Linked DNA regions of Xenopus laevis: region 1 is linked to region 2. The links are chromatin contacts, called in public Hi-C maps. All regions are on one chromosome and are shown on one strand. The core of a region is the stretch at or near the end of the contact, and the rest is flanking DNA. Distances in the headings are between cores, read along the strand shown.

What was found. Hi-C and Micro-C count contacts between places; a contact is called where the count stands out from the background.
Region 1: a Hi-C map of the XL177 cell line shows a contact between it and region 2, with 2.3 times the contacts expected there. The contact joins the enhancer-like site here to the promoter of rxra.S in region 2. A contact is called at or near these places in 2 of 4 Hi-C or Micro-C datasets (the XL177 cell line and the XTC cell line).

Annotation. Positions count from the first base shown.
Region 1 is chr8S:30,320,648-30,324,324 of Xenopus_laevis_v10.1, reverse strand. No RefSeq gene overlaps it. Among protein-coding and RNA genes, the nearest start is that of LOC121397816, 10 kb to the left of the region's middle. Within about 2 kb of position 1,929, at least 1 of the 7 cell types and tissues checked has an H3K27ac peak or open chromatin away from gene starts, as enhancers often do.
Region 2 is chr8S:30,258,700-30,262,359 of Xenopus_laevis_v10.1, reverse strand. It overlaps rxra.S (retinoic acid receptor RXR-alpha-like), which reads left to right and starts at 1,856. Exons shown (of 11, transcript XM_018232591.2): 1 at 1,856-2,223. The coding sequence starts at 2,196.

The DNA of each region.
Region 1 (3,677 bases), core at 680-3,179, 62 kb before region 2:
TCTGGCAGGCTGCTGTTTTTCCTTCTCAATGTAACTGAATGTGTCTCAGTGGGACATGGGTTTTTATTATTGAGTGTTGTTCTTAGATCTACCAGGCAGCTGTTATCTTGTGTTAGGGAGCTGTTATCTGGTTACCTTCCCATTGTTCTTTTGTTTGGCTGCTGGGGGGGGGAAAGGGAGGGGGTGATATCACTCTAACTTGCAGTACAGCAGTAAAGAGTGATTGAAGTTTATCAGAGCACAAGTCACATGACTTGGGGCATCTGGGAAATTGACAATATGTCTAGCCCCATGTCAGATTTCAAACAGGGTGCTGTCCCCACTCACTCGTATTTAAAATGAGGAGCAGTTCTGGGTGGCAGGGTACAGGGCACAGGTCAGGGAGGAGGTGCAGAATAACGTCCCTAAACATCTCCCCAACCCTTTCTTCATAGGCAAGGAGAGAGGCTCCTGTTTCTACCCTGGGCAACCTCGCCAGTGCTTTAGATGCAGCTCCAAAGGCTTGCCCATGGGTAGAGGAGGAACTCTTTCAGCCAATAGAGGAGCCTGTAATGGAGCAGGGAAGGACAGAGGAGCCAATGGAATCAGGTAGTGATGCAGAAGAAGGAGAAGTGAGGAAGGCGATAGTGAGGAAGATGAGGCAGGGGAGAAAAGTCAGAAAGACAGAGCAGAGTGTCCCCCCAACAGAGTGCACCCCAAAATTAAGGCAAGTGGGTAGAGGGAAGAAGGGTGGAACGTGGTAGGAAAGGCAGGGAAGAACGAAGGTCCTTTTAGACAACATCATTGAGGTGTCCAACAGATATGTGCTGCCTGAGGGTAAGAGTTAGGAGGAAGTGGCAGAAGAAGAGGAGGAGATAAGGGTGGAAAGGGAGGAACAGGAAAGGAAAAATGCAAAAGAAAAGGGTGAGGAAAAGGAGAAAAAGAAGGAAGATCAAGCGCAACAAGAAGTTAAAGGGAAAGTAAAGGAAAGTTACACTAACAATCCACGACCCCAGGAAGGGGAAATAACTGAAGATCAGGGCAAGAAGAGAAAAGGGAGAATTTCCACAGAGATGGAACAGGGAGACTTGAAAAGTGATGAAGTTCTTTTCATGGAAGAAGATGGACATTTTCAGGAAATTAGAGGGATCCCAGTGAAGAGATACAGTGGGGGAAGATGTTCAGGGCAAATCCATTAAACCCTCAGAAAGTCAGAGGTGCAGGCGCTCCTAATGTTGGGTAATTAATCAGCATTTAAGGTACATGTGATGTGAGAAATCACTGGGAAAGCACAGTAACTGTTACGTTATAGAGAAGTTTATTTTTGTTTTCTATGATATGAGATAAAATAGCAAATGTCTTTGAGTCTATTTAATATTTGTAATTGCTCTTCATGATGTCTGTGCATTTGTTCTGCATTTAGTAGGTTAAATCTGTTATTTTATGTTTATGCTTGTTTTAACCTGTAATTTGTATTAATCTAATAAAAAAAATTCTTTCCTCCCATATGTATAAATACAAATATACAGAGAAGGAATGTTCTGGGCACACAATAAGCTATAACCTCATACTGTACTGTCTAAGGGAATCAATATGGCACTTCCCTCCCATATGTATAAATACAAATATACAGAGAAGGAATGTTCTGGGCACACAATAAGCTAAAGGGAAACTGGCTTTGCTGAGTGGGCTACTGTTCCCTTTCGGCACTTCCAGACGCCCCACTTGCAATACAATTCATGCACTGCCAAAAAGAGACCTTTACAGGCGGAGCAGTGTTACTGGGGATACTCAGGCTGAGTTAAGCAGCCGCCTTCCCAGCGTCGAATGCTTATTGTTAAGTGGACAAAATATGAAGCAGACTTGGCTAAGGTTCCAGTTCTGCTGTTTGGACAAAGGCATATTAAGTGTCCTGTCCCAGCTGTAGCGCTGAGCGGCTCTGGGCTGCGATGCGTGGCCGCCGGCCAGGAATTTCATATGAAAATAAAGAGAAAGTTTGGGGAAAATAATTGGGTTACTTTGTTTTTCTTTTTCTGCCCTTGCCCACACTAGGTCCCTCCAGTACGTATGCTGAGGTTATGGGTCTAACCCTCCTACCCAGAACCCAACTGTACCGCTACCCTCCATGTAGTCTCTCGTCTGCCTGTGCAGAACCAATGCCCAGTCCCCTGGCCAGAGGGGGAGACCTCCTAAATGGGGTGCCTAGTTATTAGCAGTCACCAACGAATCCTGGATGGTGGGCCCTGCCAGCAGGTAAAATGGGGGCCCCAATAAATAAGCACCAAATTGTCATGCCCCTAATTTATCAAGCCATTCCCCATAATACCAAAACCCTGCCTATGCGCCACCTACTTCTTCTTCCCACCAGTGATTAAATAAGCCACACCCCTTTATCTGTGGCCACCTATGGCCATTGGACACCTTGCCAAGATTCCCTCCTGACTAATTTAACACACAAAAAAAAAATAATTTTTATCTATCTAATACATCCATTCTAATACATTCATTATACATTGTTTCAGGAGTCAGGAACAGCAGTGCAAGGAATATAAACAAACAGACAATGGGAAGACATTTAGTGCAATGTAGTCATGGTACAAGCCTGTCATTCAATTATCCGGAAAAAAAATCAAAATATTTGCATTTCTGTTACTTACTGATCCTTAACTGCCGCAATGAATTGGATGTTCAAAATCCAGAGAGTTGGGTGTAACGACTGTGTTCTGCGAGTGTTTGCTACAGAGTTCCAAGCAGTGAGCAAGGCCTTAATAAACAATCCCTGCATAATCACACCGTCCATGTTCCATTCTAGTCATCTGCCATATTTCTTCCTAGATGGTACAGTATGAGGGTATAACTTATTGTGTGCCCAGAACATTCCTTCTCTGTATATTTGTATTTATACATTTGGGAGGAGGTGCCATATTGATTCCCTTAGTACAGTATGAGGGTATGGCTTATTGGGTGCCCAGAACATTCCTTACCAGCACGCCGACCCCCTCCGGGTGCCCCCCCTCGACCGGTAATCTTAAAGATGCTGAACTTCAAGTATAGAGACACCGCCCTAAGGTCAGTGAGGAATAAAGGAAAAATCATCCATGAGAACGCGAGAGTCTCCCTCTTTCCGAACCTTTCCACAATGGTCCAGAGGAAATGCAGCTCATTTACAAAATTCAATATGCAGTGCTATTCCCGGTAAAGCTGGGCATCACTTCGGGGGATTCAACTGTGTTCTTTAACTGTCCAGAAGACGCTATACAATGGATGAAAACGCATCACTCCACGGACCGTAGGCAACGGCCACAGATTCAAGATGCGGACAATAACTAGCACCCGAGTCCTAAAGAAAGCTCTGCAAACATGGAAATCATAGCCGATTCGGCAAGACTATATGTCACTTATATAATCAGCCATTTTGGCTAACACTTGGGATACTCCAACAGCTCCCAAGAATACTTTTTTTTGCAGCTAATAAAAAGCAAGCCAAATACAATGCTCTTATGTCCTAAGACAGGGATGCGTCATCCTAGGCTCCAGAAACAATCCCAGCATGAGTTAACTTTCTACATTGTCAGGCAGTAGGCCAAATGCCCCATTGTATAAATACTGAACTACCTCGGGATCGAATTCCTCCTTTCAGAATGGGCAAGCAGTGTCAGACTGGGATGCCAAGGGCCCACCAGAAAACCTTAGGCTGA
Region 2 (3,660 bases), core at 607-3,106:
AGATACCATAAAACTATGGCAGTATAGGTATTCCCCTGTACTAAGCACAATTCAGCAGGAACAGCCCCCTAAATTTGCTCATAACCTGTACAGAGAGATCCCATAACACTATGGCAGCATAGGTATTCCCCTGTACTAAGCATAATTCAGCAGGAACAGTCCCCTAAACTTGCTCATAGCCTGTACAGAGAGATACAGCATATGGCATAGGTATTCTCCTGTACTAATGAGCTAAAAGCACTTATGAAAGTTGTAACCAAAATCTGAATTTAATCTGCCTGGGGTAAAAAAAAATCCTGTTAAATTGAATGTACATACCTAAAGAACAGGTTCAGATTACAGGGGGAAAAACCCGGGATTGCTATTCTCCATACATCTGTTTCATGTTTAAATCCATATCTATTACAATAAATTAAAGGAATATTACATTGTGGAAACAATAAATCTGTGTTATGTTTAAATGTTCAGATATTCTGCTAAATCATGCGATGCTGAAAGGTTGTTCTTCCGGGGGGGATTACTGGTCAGGCGATTATCGCTCAGAAACGCAACGTGCAAAAGCACCGGAAGAGACGAAGTGTCCATGTGATCAGCAATTCAGCATTCATGGCAGTTTCCAGCTACAAATCACCCTATGAGCCATTGAAGGGGCTAATCAGAGACCAATCAGATCTTTATTTGCCTAACTTCTAGACGACCAGTCAATATGAATTGTTGTTTGGTTGCTATTGGCAACAGCACTTCTATTTAAAACCTTCACGTGCCCTCTATTCTTTCAGCCTTTAGAGGAATTTGTTGGTTCTTGCCAATTGGTTGAGGCTGTTGAGGGATCTGTTGTTTTTATTGTTTCAATTGCCCTTTGTTACGTCAGATAAAATATTTTAAAAAAGGAATAGAAACTGCCAGCATGCTGTAGACATAGGATAAATTGCAATTGGTCTTTTTTTGATGTGGTCCCATTAATCCTAGCAACTGATGGCACTGCAGTTTGAATGGTAGACTGATAGGGAAGGTGGAGGCAGGTTAATGCCAGGGGATTGGCTGCTTTCTTTGGTGGCCCACATTGTATTTCAACCTTAATTCGCTGATACTGGTATGTTGAGTTTACAGCCCGGCCTGGGACCCAGTTCTGGTTTTGCTTCCCCTTTGGCCCTAACAATGCCAGGGTGCAGCTCCTTTAATGGCTTTTCCCCTTCACCATTTGGAGTCTGTAGAACAGCTGGGCCAGAGCTTCTTCCTTTCCAGCTGTTTTGAAGCATACGGCTCCTGGGGCATGCTGGGAGTTGTAGTTCAGAACAGCTAGAGAGACTGCAGGTAGAAAGTGGCATGTCTTGACTCAGTTGCAACTCGGGGATCCTGCCCTGGCACTGCTGCCTTACATAGGGGAATGGGCAGATCAGGAAGGAGCTGTCCTGGATGGTGGTGGGTGGCCTCTATATTCTGCAAATAGAGGGTGCATATTGTATGTAGCAGTCTGGCATTGTTGGGGTTAAGCAGTTGAGCCCCTTTTGGTTCCCAAGTAACAAGTTTTCACCTCTTATCCATGCGCCCCTATATATATCTCAAATAGTACCCCCCTAAGTGTGTGCCATGCCCAGTGTTTTGCACATTTGCCCCAAGCTGCATGGCAGAGCCAGAGAATGCCATTATGTGCCATATGTAGAATAGGGAATGTCATGCTGTGCCACTGTGAGGGCAATACTGTGAGCCCGTGTTGTACTGTGCCACTGTGAGTGCCATACGGTTGATGTGAGAGCAAGTGCCACGCTGTTGTGCAACTGTCATGAAGCGCGGGGAGCGAGTTCGCGCAGAGAGAGGCGCATTTGTAGCTGCCGCCTGTAGGGGGCCCCCAGCGCAGCCTTTTCTCCCCAGTGTCTGCTTGTTCTCCCGGCTCCCCCCCTCTGCGCTGTGTCACTGGTTGAGGGTTCGGCCGTCGCTGCTCCCCTTGGCGGGGCCCCGTTGCATTGCAGCCCGAGGAGTTGGAGCGGGGAGGCAGGACAACTACTTTCCTTACATTGTTGGTGAGTTTGCAGCAACTCCTCCGCCTGGGCCCCCGACGCTGCTGGATCTTACTGTCCCCGGGGCCCGTGGATTTCCCGTTCCCTCCAAGACCATCGCTCTCCTGGGCAGGATTTCAGTGCGGGGCCCCAGCTTCCAGTTCCCACCACCAGGCGTTTGGCATGAGTTAACCAGCCATGGACACCAAGCATTTCCTGCCGCTGGGTGAGTACTGGGTGCCAGTAGGGTGCTGTGCTTGGGTGGGGGGCACTTACCTACTGCAGCTGCTATTGCCTGTCTCCTGCTCATGCCCCTGAGTTCTTATTCCTGCCACTCAACCCCCACAATGCACTTCTTGACTTCATGCCCCCTCTGGCTTTGCTGCCCACCTTCAGCAGTGACTGGCAGATATTGGTCACAAGTTCTTTGGGCACAGGCAGTGACACAATCCTTCCTCTTCTCCAGCTCTTATTAACTGCACACCTCATGGGTTGCTGGGGCATGTTGGGAGTTGTAGTTTACAGCAGCTGCAGAGCAGGTAAAAAGTTCTTTGGCTCAAGTGTAAGTCAGGGGAGTCCTGTCACAAAGGGGGAGGGGAAATGCCCAATGTGTTTATGATCCCGGCATGTATAGGCTACTTCCTATTTTATCAAGTACCTGCCAATGGCTCTTAACCCATTTATACCAGGGTGGCAACAGAAAGGTGACAATTGTTATGCAAATGGAACTGGGTGATTCCAGTTGCTTCTGTAGAGTTGTGGCACTACTGTTCCCAGCAGCCTTCTTTGTCGTTAATCTGAGGCTGATTAACTGCCACAGGGGTATGCGCAGTCCTTAGTAGAAATGGCCCACTGCATTGGACAAACTTCCCCTTCCCCAAGCAAAGATGCACTGATTTATTGGTCTCGCTGAGTGCACGCGGTTTTGGCACCTCTTCCCATCACCAGCACCCGCTGCCACACAAACTGGTTTCTAATTACAAGCATTTGGGACAAGTACCCCCCATCCCTTCTGTCCTGTGACCCTGCGCTCGGTCTTGGGAGCTGATCCTCAAGCTCAGAGTAGGAGTTCTGCTGCTATAATAAAGGGCACAGAATTGCGATCACTCCTATAAATGCCCATTTGGTGCCATCGGATAAATGTGGGATCTTCCGTATTTCTTATACAGAAACATTATTTTTAGCATTGTATTCAAATTCAGGCATTTTTGCAGACTGCTTCACCATGCCCAATGCGTTTGTAGCCAGTCAGTATGCAGATTGGATTATTTATATGCATATGGTTTGCAAGGGGATGAGGAGGTGCCTGCGGGCACATGTCTAAAAGGTCCAACTCAGGACTGAGAACTGTTTGACGCTGGTCTCCTTATTGTCAGTGGTGGGTGGTTTCATGGCGCTGCCTGTTTTCAATAAAACCGTGACTTTTTTCATGACACAATGTAGCTGCATGCTGATACAACACTGTGATATCTATGGGATAAGCTACACTGGTGGCACATGTGGGATCACATCTGTACAATTATTTCTATGGTCAACCCCCCCTCTTTTTTATCTAGTGATGGGTAATGCCAAGGTAACAAGACCTTGCCCGGCCCAATTCACTGCACCAGACAATGAAATAAATAAAAGCTGAATTCCATCCCCAAACTTGTCAGGCACCTGG